4 separate regions of the Mus musculus genome follow, and regions 2, 3 and 4 are each linked to region 1. Evidence: chromatin contacts called from public Hi-C and HiChIP or PLAC-seq data. All regions are on one chromosome and are shown on one strand. The core of a region is the stretch at or near the end of the contact, and the rest is flanking DNA. Distances in the headings are between cores, read along the strand shown. Region 1 has its middle 34 kb from the start of Eid3. Region 2 has its middle 38 kb from the start of D10Wsu102e. Region 3 holds the start of Slc41a2 (solute carrier family 41, member 2). Region 4 has its middle 120 kb from the start of Slc41a2.

Region 1 (2,880 bases), core at 263-2,762:
GGGGTCCCCTGTGCCTGTGGAGCTCCAGCGTGTGATGGAGCGCCTCCAGGTTCTCTTGCGCAGTGCTTCTCTCCATAGCCCCTCAGGCCTACTCGGAAGTCTTCACTCTCCAGCACGTTTGTATTTCTGAACTGCCATCTTTCAGCACCCTATCTTCAGCTGTCTGGGAACCAGATCCAACTGGCTCCAGGCTGAGAGCCTTCGGTGTAGGCAGTGAAAGAGCGGGTCATTGTGCTTCTTTACTCAGGTTTGTGCCTTCACCTTCAGAAGCATTTTTTTTTTAAATAAGCATTTTGGCAAATGCTGGGCTTTTGTTCGTGGTACTTAGTGGTTGGGATGACCCAGCTGCCGCTATCTTAGCAACATTAACAATGCTCATGGATAGCCTGGCGTAGTGGCGCACACCTTTAATCCCAGCACTCGGGAGGCGAAGGCAGGCAGATTTCTGATTTTGAGGCCAGCCTGGTCTACAAAGTGAGTTCCAGGACAGCCAGGACTACACAGAGAAACCCTGTCTCGAAAAACAAAAAACAAAACAATGCTCATGGGTGACTGAGAACCCCCTGATACCCACTTTCTCTCCTCACTGGCAGACCCTGCTGAGCCCCCACTCCTACCGGACCCTCTGAAGATCAAAGGAGTAGGCACACAGTAACACGTATTGGGTTGTTATGCAATTTGATCAGAATAGTCTGAAGGGATGTTGGAAGAATTGATACAGGCAATATAAATCAGCAAGAGATGCAGGGAAAGTCGGAAAGGGGCAGTTGCCATGGAAACAAGGGGAGGGAGCATTACAATCTACGGTATGTCACAGCGTGCTTTCTCAGTCCCAAGAAAGTGTAAAATTCCTCCATGAGAGTTGGTTGGCAGGGAGCATTGGCGAATTCAAGCACCTTTGAAAAGCCGGGTGGAGAGGGTAAGAGTGGGGCCCTGGTACAACACTTCAGTCTTTCAGCTTCCGGCTCATTACTGAACAAAAGGTGGATCTGTCTGCCAGCTTGCAAAGTATGAGCTCACATTTTACAGATGAGGGACCTGAGGGAACAGTGACACTAAGCAGAGTCTCCATCAGTGGCTGTCCACCGGGAGGCAGAGCTGGGGTTCAGCCCCAGGTGGTCTAGGTCAGGAATGAGGTGGAAACACAATGTGCCCAAAGCTAGCTGGCTGCCTGTCACTTACTGCCCTAGTTTGCTCTTTTGTTGCTGTGATAAAATGCTGACTAAAACTAACGGGGAGGAAAGGCTTACTTCAACTTACACTCGCAGGTAACAATCGGTTACCGAGTGACGTCAGCACAGGGACCTACAGACAGGAACTGAAGCAGAGACTGTAGAGCGATGGCTCTCTGTGGTTGGAGGTCACCATAACATGAGGAACTAACTATGTTACAGGGTTGCAGCCTTAGGAAGGTTGAGAACCTGCGCCATAAGGAACGCTGTTTACTGACTTCCTTACACAAGAGCTGCCAGCCCAGGGATGGCACCTCCCACAGTGGGCCGGGCCATCCGACATCAATCATTTGTCTGGGCACTGCCCCACTGACAAACCCACAGACCAGTCTGAACAGGGCAGTTCCTCAGTGGTCCTCTCGCTCCCCACGTGACTCTAGTTTGTGTCCACTTGACAAGAAACACTAACCAGCAATTCCCCAGTGTGGTGGTTTGAATGAAAATGACCCCCAATAGGCTCATGGGGAGTGGCACTATTCGGAGGTGTGGCCTTGCTGAAGTGGGCGTGGCCTTGTTTGGCGGAAGTGTGTCACTGTGCGGGCAGGTTTTGAGATTTCCTATGTATGTGCAAGCTACAACCAGTCAGTCTCCTTCTGCTGCCTTTGGATCAAGATGCAGAACCCTGAGCTCCTCCAGCACCATGCTTGCCAGAACACTGCCATGCTCCCCATGATAAGGGATTGAACTTCTGAAACCAGAAGCCAGCCCCAATTCAATGTTTTCCTTTATAAGAATTGAATTGGTCATGGTGTCTCTTCACAGCAATGAAACCCAAACTAAGACACCCAGGGCAGGGATTGGGGTGAGGCGGAAGTGTGACCCTCAGCCCAGGCAATAGTGAGCACTCCCTGTATGTGTATCAGTGCTCCTGTCCTCCAGGCTGCTCCCCCCACCCCCTTCACAGCACTGCCACTCAAAGATGAAGTGGAAACGGAAGGGTTCTCTGGAAAGTCGGTTGGATGGTGTTTTGCTGGGGCAAACACATGAAGTGGACACAGGTGTGAATGGCTAAGGCAGACAACATTTAGCTGACGCAGACACAGGAGAGGATGTTCTGCTAAAGCACGTGAAAAGACAAATGATGAAGGGTTCTTTGCTAATGACGCACATGTGTTGGTCTGCCTTACATGGCATAGTTGAGCTGCATTTGTCAGGAGCCTATAGAGAGGAACACACCAAAAAAGTTCTGGTGGTGTGCTGCAGTTTTTTTGCTGCTTCCGAGGAATCAGGCTGATTGGCAGAGGGATATCAGCTGAGACAGACACGAATGCTGAAGTAAGATCCGAGGAGGGCATGTGATGTTTGTTTGGAGGGAGTATAAATAGGACTCCGTGGACAGGAGGAGGGAGTATAAATAGGACTCCGAGGACAGGAGGAGCTAGGAGGCGGAGCTAGGCTTGCTTACAGAGAGGGCTAGTGGATCTCAGAGTCTTCTGGGGTCCTTCCTGGTCCCTCCTGCTAACTTGTGCTAAGGCTGAGGCCTGGCTGTTTCTGCTAGGTCGTACCACCAATGCTGATTTGTGTTTGCTCTCCTGACTTTGATACTGATTTGTCTGGACTGCTGGTGTTGTCTGGGAAGTGTTTCCGAGTGGATGAGCTGTCGCTGCCTGCTGACTTCCAGACAACACAGAACCTTTCTAAACAGGTC
Region 2 (2,880 bases), core at 185-2,684, 500 kb before region 1:
TCCTTTTAGAGACAAACATACTGCCTACCACAGATACAAAATTAACATGATATTTTCTTCCTCAACCATCCCAAACGGACCAGGATATGCTCCTGAACAAATGATTGCAGGTGTAATGTTTGCTCTCCACCCTATGCAGACAGACATACCCTGCTGGAGTTTTGCACCTCTGTTACAATAACTCTACAGGTCTAAGACCACATAATGCCTGCTGCCACAGATCCACCTGAAACAATGCCATCTCCTGAGACATACAGACAACAGCTGCCTTCCTCCTCTAAGATTTCCTAAGTCAGGCGCGGCCACCAGCCACCATAACTCCCAGGTAGGACTATGAAACATAAATTTTATGCCTCGGTCCAGCTATTTTATTTATATGAACATGGGGGAAAATATAACCTCCTCCAGCCTAAAGCAGGCTGATCCAGACTTTGACCTTGCTGCCACTAAAAAGGAGATTACCTAGGGTGGAGCCTTCAGACCTAGATGACTCTATTGTTCAGCCACTGCCGCTGTTCTCCTTCAAGACATTGCTACCTGCTGAGAGTCCCCTGAGATATTCCAGAGACTACACCCTATCCTGCACATTGTCACCTGCAGCTGGTTTCAGGCACCAAGAATGGATTGGCGGGAATGCCCCCCCCCACTTCCAAGCACATATGCTACTAAACATTTGAGCTTTGATCAGGAACCTTGACTTAGCTCCATTATTTCTCTCGAGAGTCTAGTTCTCTTTCAGCTCCAGTCTGCCTCCCAGGTGTACCCCGTTTCTTGTAAGCAGCAGGTTGGCTCTCAGCACAAGCCCACGATAAGAGGGGCTGCTTCATCCCTCCTCACTCTCCTCTCTTCTTTCCCCTCACTCATTCTAACCTCTTATTCTAGCCTTTCTTCTCTCCTTTTCCCCTTCTCTCCTCTTGGCAATGGCCATTCTCTCACCCTCTCTCCCTCTCTCTCTCTCTCCCTTTTCTCTTTCCCTCTGCCTTTCTACAATAAAGCTCTAAAACTATAGACTGTCTGTTCATCAAGGCCTGCTGTGCTTGGACAATGTGGTAGGCTTTCTGCTAACAGCCGTTTCTAATCTCCCAATGGAAGGCCTTCCTGTGCCCTACCCACGGACCGGACTAAGGACTCTTACCTGCATGGAAACCTCTCTCCCTGTGCCCTCTTTCCCGTAACCCTGGGACCGAGGGTGTCACTCTGGGGACCCTGGTATCAGGGGCTGCCCCTTGTCCACCAACCATCAAGTGGGGTCAGTGGCTTAGATGCCCACCTGGGGCGGAGTGGAAAGCGTATGGCAGCACTCCTGCGTCTACCTTCCCAGAGCACAGGAGCTCTGGCTGGACGCAGGCTATTTCACTCCCCCTTCTTCCCTAACACTCCCATTTCCCTACAGAGGGCCATTTCAAAAGTGGAAGCCCCAACCTTGGTAAAAAGATCCCGGTCCTTCTGGTGTGGCCTGACACCACACACCCCTTGTCCAAGTTGCAAGAATGGGTTCCATTGGGCCAGAGACTTCAAATCCAAGTTTGATCTTAGGGGGCAGCCTTTAAACTCCCTAGGGTCTGTCCCCATTCCTGTTAAATAAAGGGAGATCAGCAGTCAGGGCCCTCTGGATTCTCCCACTTATCTCAGAGATATGTCTCAAGATGACTCTCACTATAGGAGAAAATACATTCAGATTCCTCACTGACACTGGGGCTGATCACACAGTATGAGGAATGAGGAAGTTCCTCCTTCCTGGCAGCTGTCACCAGGCCCTCAGCTTCTAGGCCTGGGAGGGCAATCAAATCATTGGGAAACTGTTAGCTGGCAGACCTGAGTTGATCACAATGGTAATCGTGGTAATTGAGATGAGCCCCCTAGTAGTTGCTGGGCTCACCGCTAACTTCCTGAGAGAAGATGTCCTTGTGGAAGCTGAGGTATTTCTTACAACTGGCCATAAGACCTTAGACACTGGGAAACAACATGAGGAACAACAGGAGCAACAATTTGAACCAGGAAGGGAAGTAATTCCAAATTATAGAGATGACCTCCATTTTGAAAGGGTCCAAAGACAATCTTCACAGCCTCACCCCAATTCTAGGGGCCACTGCTCAGCCCCTCATGCCAAAAATACGTTGGCTACTTAGGGTCCCATCTGAGTCAAGCAGTGGCCTATACCCACTCAAAGATTATATCAGATAGCTTCTGGGACAGGCCGTTTCAGGTATTCATCTTCAGCCAGGAAGCAGATCTGAGCTCCAGACATCTGGGCTCCTTCCCCGCAAGAGGAGAGGTGGCTGGCAGTGAGTGGTCTGACCTCTGGAGCATGGGAGAGAGCCACCTTGTATCCCAGGTCCCTCAGAGACCAGTCTGTGCAGGACAGCGCAGACCGCTGATGCAACATACCTTCTGTTACAGGCCCCATTTCAGGCCTCCATCTTCAACCAAGAAGCAGATCTGAGCTCCAGACATCTGAGCTCCTTTCCCGTCAGAGGAGAGGTGGCCTGCAGAGTGCTCTTACCACTGAGACTCAGGAGAGAGCTGAACTCCCAGGAGTGCTTGACAGAGGCTAACAGAAGCACGGGAGGAACAAGCTCCAGCCAGAGACAGCTATAACAACTAATGCCAGAGATTACCAGATGGCAAAAGGGAAACGTAACAATCTTACTAACAGAAACCAAAACCACTCACCATCATCAGAACCCAGCCCTCCCACCTTAGCCAGTCCTGGACACCCCAACACACCCGAAAAGCAAGATTCAGATTTAAAATCATATCTCATGATGCTGGTAGAGGATTTTAAGAAGGAAATTAATAACTCACTTAAATACAGGAGAACACGGCTAAACAGGTAGAAAGCCTTAAAGATGAAGCACAAAAATCCCTTAAAAATTACAG
Region 3 (2,880 bases), core at 151-2,650, 440 kb before region 1:
GAAATGTTTTCATTCCTAAAGGAATTTTAAAATCCTTTAAAGATTTTAAATTACTGTATATCTGTGTGCACGGATTGGGTATGTGCTCATGAATGCTAATTAATGCCCGTGGAAGGCAAAAGAAGGCACTTCGTCCAGCTAAGCTGGTGTTTCCAGGTGTGTGTGTGTGTGTGTGTGTGTGTGTGTGTGTGTAGGTAGGTGCTGGAAACTAAATTTGTGTCCTGTGCAAGAGCAGTACCTGTTTGTAACTGCTAAGCATATCTCCTGTCTTTAACTCCCTCCCACCCCCGCACCCAGCCCACACACACAAAATTTGATCTAGGGCTGGGCACAATAGTACATACCTGTAATTCCAGAACAGGAAGGGTAAGAGTTTGAGAGAAGGTTGGAAAATGATGGTGTGCGCCTTCAATCCCAGCATTGAGAGGCTGAGGCAGACAGCTCTCTGTGAGTTCAAAGGCAGCTTGGGCTACATAACAGGTGTCAGGCCAGTCAGAGCTGCACAGAGAGACTTTGTCCTCTAGGGTTTAAAAAAAAAAAAAAAAAAAAAAAAACAAAAAAAAACAAAAAAACAAACAAACAAACAAACAAAAAAAACCAACCCAAGCCGGGCGTGGTGGCGCACGCCTTTAATCCTAGCACTTGGGAGGCAGAGGCAGGCGGATTTCTGAGTTCTAGGCCAGCCTGGTCTACAAAGTGAGTTCCAGGACAGCCAGACCTACACAGAGAAACCCTGTCTCGAAAAACCAAAAAAAAAAAAAAAAAAAAAAAAAAAAAAAAAAACCCACAAGAAAATGAGGGTGGTTGTTGTTTTGTTTTGTTTTGAGACAAGATCTCACAATGTAACCCTGGTTTTCCTGGAACTTGCTGAGTAGAGAACTGGTCTTGAACTCACTGAGAACTACCTGGCTCTGAGATTAAAGACAGGTGCCATCATGTCCAGTCAGATGGAAGTGTCTCTGTGTGTGTGTCCCTGTCCCCACCTGAAAAGGTGCTAAATTACCCCCATCTGAATTTGGTGAAAACTTTGGTCTAAGGTAATAGAATAATAGCCTCAGAATCAAAACGAGCAGTTTCCCCCCAAGAGTCAGTGCTCTGGGGCTCACATCTTTGCAGGGTGGGATGGTGGAGTCCCACTAGCTGAACCGCACATAGTAGGTGCTTAACAAACAGTCATGGAAGCAGCCCCCGATTTTCCTTGGCAAATTCTGGCTCAAGTCTACCTTGGCTCCCAAAACTCGAGCGTGGGCAAACTGCAAAGCTCGGCTGAGCAGCGCAGTGCACTTGGCTCTGACCCTGCCAGGCGCTCGGAGGGCGTGACGCGCTGCCCGCACGTCTCCTCCCCGTCCTTTGGCCTCCCAGAAGAGCGCAACGAACGACTCCCACGTCCTCGGCTTCATTCCGCTCAGCAAGGAACGCGAGCTGGACCCCCGACGAGGCCCGGGGCTGACGGAGCGGTGAGAGGAGGATGCGCGGGCTGGGATGCGGTTGGGAGGATGCGCAGGACAGCCTAAGCTAACCAGCCAGGAGTCGTAGCTGGCAGGAGGGCGAGCGGTCAAGTGGGCAGGCGAACAAGCCGGCGGGCGGGCGGCTGCCGGGGCGCGGCCGCGGATCCGGGTAGCCTCCGGGCGGCCACATCAGCGGCTCTCCGCGGGCCCAGCCGGCTGCGCGCGTGCGCGGGGCGGGGCGGGGTGCGCGCGAGTGGCCGCGGGCATCGGGCGACTGTCAGTGGCAGCGAGGAGGCGAGGCGGGCCCGCGGGGCTGGGCCGGGCTCACCGACTCCCAGAGCGTCGCCGCGCTCGGGCTCGGCGCAGGCTGCCGCGGCGGGAGCGGAGACAGAGGCACGGCTAGGTGTGGGAGGGCGGTGGTGCGGCCGGATGCTGGAGCCTCGCCCGGCGGGACCCGAGGCCGCCCCGTTCTGTCCAGCCCTGCCCGCCGCTGCCCGGCTCCGGTGGCCGTGACTGGGGGCGCGCGCCGAGGGATGGAGGAAGGTGAGCTCGGATGCAGATGCTGCGAGGCGGGTTGCGCTCACCCCTGGAGCCTGCTTCGGGGCTCAGCAGCGTTGCCACCCAGTTCTTGGCTTTATGGATGCACACTATACCTCAATTTTAAGAAGCCTCGGTGTCCATTTATGGCGAGAGCTGGCATGTTTGTGTGTTACCTATATATTATGTTCTTAGGTATAGTGCCCCGGTGTCATCTTTTTGTAAATGGACGCTTGATTGACCGATGAGTCATGTAGCATACGTGCTACTTATCTCTCCCAAAGGTGGCTTTACGTGTATTCATCTAGTTTTGTAACTGTCACTACTATCTCTCTCTCTCTCTCTCTATATATATATATATATATATACATATATATATATATATGTATGTATGTATGTATGTATATATATATATATATATATATATATATCTCCAAACGAAACCCTATACCTTTTAGTTGCTTGCCACCCATTCCCCCCACTGCCCCAACTAATTTTTCTGTGCCTATGCATTTGCTCTTTGGAGACACTAATGAAATCATACAGTATTTGTGGTTTCCCACCTCCTCCGTTTAAAGACAAGATTTTGACTCTTCCCTTATAGTTGAGGCTAATCAGAATTCGTGGTCCTCCTGCCTCAATTTCTCAAGTGGTGATCTCACACAGGATTGTACCACACCCAACCAACGTGTCTGTGGCTTTTTGTCTGGCTTCCTTCACGTAGCCAGACTGTTTTCAAAGCTCATTCATGGTGTAATTAGTGTGGGTCGGCTCTCTACTTTCTTGGAGCTGAATGACTGATAATGCGGTGTGTGCCCATTCACCAGTTAATGAAATGGCATTCATTGCTTTTCACCTTTTAGCCATCGGATATGATGCTGCTAGAACTTCTGTG
Region 4 (2,880 bases), core at 144-2,643, 320 kb before region 1:
GTAAACTGCTTATAATAGCCATCTGAGGTTGCTTTCTAGTCACTCACCTAGAGGGACTGACTGAGGGTTGACCCCAACTCTCCAGAAAATGAACCTCTTGCTTTTTCATTGATCTGTGCATCTCAGTGTCTCACTCGGGGGCATCTTGAAGTAAGTACCACTGACCTAGGGTCGGGGGTCTTACAGTCCACTACCAAAATGTAAAGAAAGAGGGGCACACACCAGGTCAGTGTGCATGCCACATGTTAGTGTTCTGTTGCTGTGAAATGACCCAGAGACCAAGACAATGCAAAAAGAAAGCATTTAATTGGGGGATTTCCTTACAATTTCAGAGGGTGAGTTTATGACCATCATGATGGGGAGTGTGGTGGTGGCAGACAGACAGACAGACAGACAGGCAGGCAGGCAGGCATGGTGCTGGAGCAGTAGCTTACATCTTATCCACAAGTTGGAGGTTGGAGAGAGAGAGAGAGAGAGAGAGAGAGAGAGAGAGAGAGAGAGAGAGAGAAGAGGGGAGGGGAGGGGGGAGGGGAGGTGAGGGGAGCCTGGCGAAGGCTTTTGAAACCTAAAATCTCACCCCCAGTGATATACCTCTCCTAACAAAGCCATACCTCCCGATCCTTCTAAAAACAGTTCCATCAAGTAGGGACAAAGCATTAAATATAAGAGCCTATAAAGGGGAGGGGAACACCACACAATTCTCATGCAGTCCATCATGTCAAAGGAAGGTGACCGCCATTGTATGACTTGCTCAGAGCAAATGAGCAACCACTTTTGCCCTATACATCATGATTTTCTCATCCAAGCATCTTCAGTAGGAAAAGAAGCAAAATGAAGTCACATGACATATGTGATGCTATCCCTGGCTGCCATCTTGACTACATCTGGAATGAACTACAATTCAGAAATGGAGGGCACACCTGTGGTCCAGATCTCGAGACTTTTGACCCAGATCTTGACATGGAGAGCCTGAGGCATAGTGACCATGACATGCTTAAACCCAGGCAAGGTAGAACACACCTTTAATCCTAGGAGATTGAGGCAAGCAGATCTCTGAGTTCAAGATCAGCAAGTTCCAAATCCAGGCGTGGTGGTACACACCTATATTGTGAGCCACACCTTCTGCTAGAGGCCTACATAAGGACATTGAAAGAAGGAAGACTCCCTCTTCTTCACCTGTTTGCACTTACCTGCCAGCACATCTGTTGGAACTTACTTCTTCAGGATTCCAGCTTATACAGAAGACCAGCTGAAACAACTAGACTCCTGGACTGAGCAACTACTAGATTCTTGGACTTCCCATTCACATCTGCCCATTGTTGGGTTAGTTGGACTACAGACTGTAAGTCATTACAATAAATTTCCTCAATATAGGGAGAGATTGCATAAGTTCTGTGATTCTAGAGAACCCTGACTGATACAACGTAGAAAGACATTAAAGCCTAAAAGTAGCTGTGAACACATGATCAGAGAGAGGGAAGGAAAGAGGAAGAGCGGGAAGGACATTATACACAGCAAATATGTAGAAAGTATTTCCTCAAACAAAGACTGCTTTCCAAATGTTAAATCTCTTTTCGCTTGTTTAACAAATAAGTTATCCTTCCAAATCCTTTCTATTCAAATAAAAATGACAATGTCTACAGAGAAATCCTGGAGCCTGGTCCAACCCTTCCCAGGGGGTGGAAAGTTCGTCTGAACTTTACTGCAGATAACTTGTAATTTCCCAGCAACTAGGGGTTCAGGAGAGCCCCATTTAGTTCAGCCTACATGAGGGAAATTTTGAAACTAGTCTTTAAAAGCTTCTAGAAGGTTTTCTTTTGCTTTGGGACAAAGGTCTCCACTCACCTGGCATCACATCCCTCAGTGAACTGACAGATGAAGCTGGATTCCAGAATCCTAATGTTACCATCTCACATGCAGCCACGTATGTGTACATACAGGTGGGGTCATCCAATCCAGACTTATGAAATGATCTGCACACACACAGGCACATCCAACCTTTTGCTACTCCAACATGATATCATCCGCAAGCCATGCAATCTAACTACAAAAAAAACCACAAAATCTTGTGTTTAGGGAAGCCTTAGAGTGTTGTGTAAACCAGCATCCATTGCTCTCCTCGGCCACACACAGCCCATGGGCCTCAGTGGGGGTGGGGGTGGGGCACACATCTGCCTGGACAGCACAGAAAACTCCAGAAGGTAATTTGAGCTAAGAACTGTCTATGGCTTGCCACAGAGTTTCTCTTTTATTTAACTTCATTTATTTGTCTTATGTTTACAAGTGTCTTTTTTTTTTTTTTTTTTGTCTGCAGATCTGACCATGTGTGTGCCTGGTGCCTACAGAGGCCAGAGGAAGGCACTGAATTCCCTGGGACTGGAGTTACAGATGGTTGGGAGCCCTTATGTGAGTTCTGGGAATTGAACCCTGGTCCTCTGAAAGAGCAGCCAGTGCTCTTGAGCCATCTCCCTAGAGACATAGTTCCTCTTGTAATGAAACCCTTGGATATGGAGTCTGTTCCTGTAGTTATAGACAAATATTCACAGTAGAGTCATTACAAAGTATCTGAAAATGGTATTTAGCTTCTCTGGGCACTTAAGGGTTTCTACTAATAGCAATTCAAAACTCAAATAGAACTGAATGGGAAATGCCTGTTTGTGGGGAGAACAGCTTGTGGTCGGTGGCTAATTGGATCTGGCACACTCTTGTGAGTTGCTATGGCTTTGTATTAAGGAGACAGGTGTTATTGGGCATCAGTGCAACCACTATGGACCATACGGGAAGTTAAAAGAGTCTTCGTTACATGCCATACGTGAAACCACTCCTCCTCTTGACATAGAAATAGAGAAGTCCAGTGTGCCTAACAAATAACACGCGGGA

The links. Hi-C and Micro-C count contacts between places; a contact is called where the count stands out from the background. HiChIP or PLAC-seq counts read pairs in DNA pulled down with a chosen protein or histone mark.
Region 2: a contact with region 1 is called in a Hi-C map of bone marrow-derived macrophages, with 17 read pairs. The contact joins two enhancer-like sites.
Region 3: an H3K4me3 HiChIP or PLAC-seq map of embryonic basal ganglia shows a contact between it and region 1, with 6 times the contacts expected there. The contact joins the promoter of Slc41a2 here to the enhancer-like site in region 1. A contact is called at or near these places in 16 of 39 promoter capture datasets (the 3T3-L1 cell line, 3T3-L1-derived adipocytes, the C10 cell line and 10 more), 2 of 15 datasets of contacts at CTCF or cohesin (the NIH/3T3 cell line and large pre-B cells), 16 of 484 Hi-C or Micro-C datasets (the AML12 cell line, B cells, the G1E-ER4 cell line and 11 more), 17 of 115 datasets of contacts at active chromatin or transcription factors (bone marrow-derived dendritic cells, bone marrow-derived macrophages, craniofacial prominence and 10 more) and 5 of 9 other capture datasets (adipose tissue, embryonic stem cells, liver and 2 more).
Region 4: a contact with region 1 is called in a Hi-C map of bone marrow-derived macrophages, with 35 read pairs. The contact joins two enhancer-like sites. A contact is called at or near these places in 4 of 15 datasets of contacts at CTCF or cohesin (the NIH/3T3 cell line, embryonic stem cells, large pre-B cells and 1 more), 36 of 484 Hi-C or Micro-C datasets (the C2C12 cell line, ECoMG myeloid progenitors, the G1E-ER4 cell line and 25 more), 7 of 115 datasets of contacts at active chromatin or transcription factors (bone marrow-derived dendritic cells, embryonic basal ganglia, embryonic forebrain and 4 more) and 2 of 9 other capture datasets (bone marrow-derived macrophages and embryonic stem cells).

What each region holds. Positions count from the first base shown.
Region 1 is chr10:82,898,758-82,901,637 of GRCm38.p6, reverse strand. No RefSeq gene overlaps it. Among named protein-coding and RNA genes, the nearest start is that of Eid3, 34 kb to the right of the region's middle. Within about 2 kb of position 1,512, at least 151 of the 459 cell types and tissues checked have an H3K27ac peak or open chromatin away from gene starts, as enhancers often do. A contact at or near this core is called in B cells, bone marrow-derived dendritic cells, bone marrow-derived macrophages and 10 more, where this site is marked.
Region 2 is chr10:83,396,390-83,399,269 of GRCm38.p6, reverse strand. No RefSeq gene overlaps it. Among named protein-coding and RNA genes, the nearest start is that of D10Wsu102e, 38 kb to the right of the region's middle. Within about 2 kb of position 1,434, at least 15 of the 459 cell types and tissues checked have an H3K27ac peak or open chromatin away from gene starts, as enhancers often do. A contact at or near this core is called in bone marrow-derived macrophages, where this site is marked.
Region 3 is chr10:83,336,337-83,339,216 of GRCm38.p6, reverse strand. It overlaps Slc41a2 (solute carrier family 41, member 2), which reads left to right and starts at 1,400. Exons shown (of 11, transcript NM_177388.3): 1 at 1,400-1,457. Gm40722 (predicted gene, 40722) reads right to left here and starts at 528. Exons shown (of 2, transcript NR_168611.1): 1 at 345-528.
Region 4 is chr10:83,220,269-83,223,148 of GRCm38.p6, reverse strand. No RefSeq gene overlaps it. Among named protein-coding and RNA genes, the nearest start is that of Slc41a2, 120 kb to the left of the region's middle. Within about 2 kb of position 1,393, at least 7 of the 459 cell types and tissues checked have an H3K27ac peak or open chromatin away from gene starts, as enhancers often do. A contact at or near this core is called in bone marrow-derived macrophages, where this site is marked.